Regions from separate parts of the Mus musculus genome. Here region 1 is linked to region 2. The links are chromatin contacts, called in public Hi-C maps. All regions are on one chromosome and are shown on one strand. Each heading gives the region's core, a stretch centred on a gene start, on an enhancer-like site or on the middle of the called end of the contact. The rest is flanking DNA. Distances are from core to core; before and after follow the strand shown. Region 1 holds the start of Rad23b (RAD23 homolog B, nucleotide excision repair protein). Region 2 has its middle 35 kb from the start of Gm34231.

The links. Hi-C and Micro-C count contacts between places; a contact is called where the count stands out from the background.
Region 1: a Hi-C map of liver shows a contact between it and region 2, with 2.7 times the contacts expected there. The contact joins the promoter of Rad23b here to the enhancer-like site in region 2. A contact is called at or near these places in 3 of 39 promoter capture datasets (hippocampal neurons and liver), 15 of 484 Hi-C or Micro-C datasets (the C2C12 cell line, the N1E-115 cell line, adipose-derived mesenchymal stem cells and 5 more) and 3 of 115 datasets of contacts at active chromatin or transcription factors (the NIH/3T3 cell line, T-cell acute lymphoblastic leukemia and bone marrow-derived macrophages).

What each region holds. Positions count from the first base shown.
Region 1 is chr4:55,348,601-55,351,300 of GRCm38.p6, forward strand. It overlaps Rad23b (RAD23 homolog B, nucleotide excision repair protein), which reads left to right and starts at 1,442. Exons shown (of 10, transcript NM_009011.4): 1 at 1,442-1,827. The coding sequence starts at 1,762.
Region 2 is chr4:55,241,922-55,244,621 of GRCm38.p6, forward strand. It overlaps the pseudogene Gm12508. Among named protein-coding and RNA genes, the nearest start is that of Gm34231, 35 kb to the left of the region's middle. Within about 2 kb of position 1,415, at least 12 of the 459 cell types and tissues checked have an H3K27ac peak or open chromatin away from gene starts, as enhancers often do. A contact at or near this core is called in the N1E-115 cell line and liver, where this site is marked.

The DNA of each region.
Region 1 (2,700 bases), core at 192-2,691, 110 kb after region 2:
TTCGATATTTATCATAGTTCAGGGACATACCTTGTCGGTGGAGAGGGGGCTTGGTTAGGGAAAGTTCCATGACAAAATTATATCCTAGCTTCTGGAATCATGAAAATCCAAATAGCGATACTGTAATCATTGATGGTGCTGGCTCAGAGATGGGGGATGCTCATAATTGTCCTCACTGTGGTCTGATGGTAACTGCTTTTTCTTCTTTTTAAGTCTAACAGGGGTCACTGCACTATTAAGAGGCAGCATACAGACAAGCACCTAAAGTGTCACTTACTATTGTGGTGCTTATTACCCGACACCTCTGCACTCTGGTCTTATCGCTGTGTAAATAATCATACAGCTACAGCCAAGCACTTAACTTTGTGTTCCTGACTCTAAGACTTACATGCATTATCCCACCCTCTCCAACCACCAATTAGCTGAGTGACATCTCACCCTTACTGCCAAGGAACCAGAAGCACGTCTACCTATTTTTCTAATATTTACCTTGTACCTACAATGTGCTAGGCTTATTCTGTAGGCTTTGGGGCACAACGTGGGCAAAACAAAATGCATGCCTCTGTGTAGCTTCAGCCTGGGGACCAGAAAAAGAAGAGAAGACACACACGCTAAATACACATAGTGTAGAGTACCCAGAAGGTGATGAATGGTTACTGAGACAAGTGGAGCTGGATAATGAGATCCGAATAAGATACTTTAAGTTGGATAGGCAGGATAGAGTTCAAGAAGGCGACATTTGAGCAAAGATTAAAAGGGTCCACGTGCAAAGGAAAGCAGCGCTTGGGGTGAGGCGGGGGGGGGCGGGGGAAGGGGGTGAGGAGAGGCAACCGCCTAATATCTACCACCAACACCTAAACGAAGCAAAACGATAGAGGGAAAGGCGTGACACAACTAGGCCTCCTTCTTAAATCCGCCTTTCTTTAGAGGTGGGAGGTCCCAAGGCTGGTGAGAGAACACAAGACTGGCAAGCAAGCAGTCCATGGCTGAAGTCAGTCTCAGAATCAGGGAAGCAACCGGCATTACACATGCTCGACTGGCGATGTGCGCCCCTCCTGGGCCGGCCCTCGGCAATCCTTGCACTAAGGCTCCGCCCGCTCCACCGCCCTCAAGGTTCCGCGCTCGCTGAGCCGCAGCCACTGAGCCGGGACTCCACGTAGCCGTTCCCCGGCTACGGGTTGCGCAACTCGCGCCGCTGGGCGGAGCCTGGATGTAGGCGGAGCCACTGCAGGACCGCGGAGCGGACCAGGCCTCCGCGAGCGCCTCTGCTTGCGAAGTGCGCCTGCGCACGCCGGTGCCGCGCCGCACGATATTCCAGCCCCACCCATCGCCCCGCCTCCAATTCCCGGGCGGAGTTCCTGTTCACGCCTGCGCACTGCGTCGCCGCACCCTGCGCCTGCTCAGATCGCCCGAGTCTGGCCCCATCCTCCGGGTTTTTTTCTGGTGGGGGAGGGGTCACGTCTCGGCGAGTCACGGTGATGGCGGCCACCATCCTGTGGTGAGGTAGCGGGTTCTCTGCGTCTCTCGGGGAGTCCCTCGCGCCTCCTGCGGGCCCAGTGGCTGGCGCGTGAGGAAGCACCGCGGGTCGAGCTTACCGGGAAAGCCGCGGGAGCGAGCGGCGGCGCGGCCAGGGGAGACGCGGGGCCCGGGGTGAGTGCGACTCCGGGCGAATGTGACAAGCCCCCCCACCCCCACCGCCTTCCTCCCGAGAGCGCGAGGATCGCGGCCACCCCGGGGCGGCCAGGCCCCGGCTTAGGCACCATGCAGGTCACCCTGAAGACCCTTCAGCAGCAGACCTTCAAGATCGACATCGACCCGGAGGAGACGGTATGCGCCGCCGGGTTAGGGGAGCGCGGGCCCGAGTCGGGGCGGCGCGGGAGGGCCCCAGAGGGGCGTCGGGTCACCGCCGGCTTTGTGGCCGACAACGAGGAAGGCCCGGGGGCAGATGGCGTGGAGCAGCACCGGTCCGCGTGGGCGCTGGTGGCCGCGGCCCGGAGCGCGTGGTCGTGGGGACGGAGGGGGAGGGGAGACCTGGCGGCCTGGGCGCTGGAGCCGGGCCTGACGTGCACAGGTGGGGGAGGGAGGGAGACCCAGGCGAAGCCACCACCCTCCGGCGACATGGCTAGGTGCAGAGGTCTAAGGGGCCGGTTACCCAAGACGGTGGGCCTTAAACGCGCCTAGTTTTGTCTGCAGCCGGGAGGGATGGTGGGGGAAAAATGAATTTTTTGGCCTCTCAGAAGGAGCCCTTTTATTTATGTCTTATTTTGGATTAGTTTTTACGATCCTTCCCCTCGCAGCCACTGAACCCACACCCACAGGTGGATTACGTTCTGAGGCCACGTTGGTGGTGAAGAATTTTGCATTAGAAACCTTCAGATCCGGATTTAAATGCGTTCTTTCGGTCGTCTTGGGAACCTGAACGCTCCTCGGACTCCTAGAATAGTAGTATTTGAAGGGAGGGAGAAAAATATAAAAACTTGGTGTTCTACAGTTAAAAAGCCGACTACTACACTTAACGAGTTCACGTGATAAATTCTAATGCAGTGGTCTCCGGTTTTGCCTGTAAAAAGATCTGTGTTAACTTTAATACAACTTTATGTCAGGAATCTAAAAAATGTCATGCGAATAAAATTTTTTCTCACGTGGAATTATGACGCTATGTCAATAGATTACTGCATATTTGTGTGGGGGGGTTTCCTT
Region 2 (2,700 bases), core at 165-2,664:
ACCCTTTAATACAGTTTCTCATGTCGTGGTGACCCCAACCATAAAATTATTTTCATTGCTACTTCAGAACTGTAACTTTGCTACTGTTATGAGTCATAATGTAAATACCTAATATGGAGAATATATGATATTTGACCCCCAAAGGGGTTGTGACCCACGGGTTGAGACCCACTGATTTAGCTCAAAGCTGGTGGCTGTGCGGGAGTCAAGGCGCCACATCTTCAATTTGATTTATCTTTCAAGCCCTTGATCAGCTGTGTTTATAAGCAATGATGGTCCAGAGCATGTTTCCAGGGGAGGCCGTTGTAAGGCTTTATAGAGCCGTTAGAGAAACATCTTAGCCTGGGAAATCTATTCTCTCCTACCCCGTCTAACACCAGTCTGTAAGAGCTTAGGTCAAGCTGTGATGTTGGGTCCTTTAACGTGTCTAATCCAACATCTTCCTGGGAAGGATATTGATTTTTGAAGATAAAGTTTGGTCTGGAGCAGAGACAAATGGAAGACAGAGATTGACTGATTCATGATGTGGTAACCTCTTGCCTAATGGCTGTTCTCAGTCTCCCCACATAGCTTTCCGCTACTCCAACCCTGACCTGGGACCTTGATCTTAAAGCTCTGAGGTGAACTTCAGCCTCACTGGCAAGGGATCTGAGTTCATGGGGGACAGGGCCACGGGGCAACATTGTGACCCTGTAACAGTTCTATCTGGTCAACTTGGCAGGCCCCGAGATAATTCTTAAAACTGAAAAGAAAAATTATTGCTGGGCCCCAAAATAAAATGTTATTCCAGATATTAAATATTGTCTAACAGACAGTAAATTTAATGGCCCTGAAGTGGCTTCAGACCTCTGAGAAGATTTTACTTCTCAGCCTTGGCAGGGACACCAAGTACCACTCTCCTATTTCTGCTCTGCCTTCAAACTGTCATAAATAGTTAACTGTGTGAGTCCTTTCCAAAAGAAAAGAAAAAAAAAATCCTCCCAGGAGCATCCGAAAATAGCCTCCAGGGGCTCGATGCATATTTCCTCGGGTCCTCCTCTTAATCTCTCCATATGGGTGGCTATGATTTATTGTTACTGTCACCTGTGGACCGACAGAAACAAAGGCAGCCAGGCTGGAAGGCAGACAGAGGTAGCGGTATGGGAAGGGTCTCTGGAGAGATGGAACTGAGCGTCCATTCCTGGTGAGAGTGCAGGCTTAAGAGCCATCACCTCTCCTTCCTTTGGTGTCTCTGCAACAAAAGGAGAGAGGAGGGGATGTCATCCTCTCCCAAGATGCATCGAGACTCTGCCCTCGAGAAGCTTCCAGAGAGTCTCCCACAAGGCAGAACCTGCCAAAGGCCAAAGACTATTGTGACAGGGCAAGTGTACACTCATTACACAGGGTGCATGTCACCTCTGCCATTTCCTATCTCCAGGCCAAAAGTGAGCTCTCTCCTGCCACTTTTCCAGCCCAGTGGCGTGACCCGAGGCTGGCTGTCCATCACCAGCTCGATGCAAAAGGAGAAGGGAAAGCCGGGCCCAACTGAGGCCCCTGCCTGCTCATGCTAGCTGTGCCTCTCCATCCTTGTGTTTATCCACAGCACGGGCACCACCTCTGAGACACTAAGCTCATCTTCAGGGAAGCAGTCCCTGCCAATAGACCACCAACCCAGGGATCCCCTGTTGACCCAGGAGGAGGGACAGGGCAGGGACCTCCCCATCTGTCTCTGTACCTTCTGTTTTCCCTCTCAGCGCTCCTAACAATGCACCATGATTAGTTGCGGCTCGGGCCCCCTGACACCCCTTAACCTGGAAAATCAGGCAGACTTTCGAGACAGCAATCAGCTCCCAGACACATCCAACCGTAATGTGATTACTCCATTTACCAAAATGCAAAGAGAGATACTTGAGGCGTTTCTGATTAGGGCTGACATTATCTCTCTAATGGGCCATGGCATTAATCAAGGCTGTTGCTATGACTATGGAGATGGTGGGGAAATAACCCCAGCTTGATTCTGGGCCTGCCCAGTTGTGCCACTGTAGAAGAGGTCAGCTTTTGTTAGGGACATGGCACAAGAATGGCTTCTTCCTGCCTGAGAAGGGCTTTCTATTGAGATCACACCAACAGCCAGAAAAAGGCCTCTGTGTTCTTTCATGACGTTGGATGCTCTGGTTCCATAGCTCAATATGATTTGGTGGCATTGTTCTGGAGGGATTGTGTGTGTGTGTGCATGAATGCTGGGGTTGGGGGTACCAGGCTGATCCGTGAGACTGTCAGAGCCTTCTGCTATCCAGAGTTACATCTTAAGAGTCGGCCAGCCCCCCTGAGAATTCTGTAGGGCCTGAGAACCTGGGGAAGGAGGAGGAAGATCCTTCGAAAGGCCACCTTTCCCATGGCATAAACGCTCTGGCCTCTGCTGCTCTCTCTCCATTCCAGGCCTCAGAAACATTTGGCAGACACAAGCCAGTAACTACAGACCCTATGTGAGTGCATGGAAAACAGGGGCAGAATGAAATGGGTGTGACAGGCCCAAATGAAAAACCCTCTGGCCTCTGCTCTAGATGGCAGGATACTCACGATCTGGAAGAGGCATACAGGGATCAGATGATACCACTGGGGCCGGCCATCAGGACCTGGTTCTCATTTGCTAGTAATGAGTTCTCCATAAACCCTAGTATAAGAGGACACTCCGAGGGCATCAATATGGAGTGCACACAC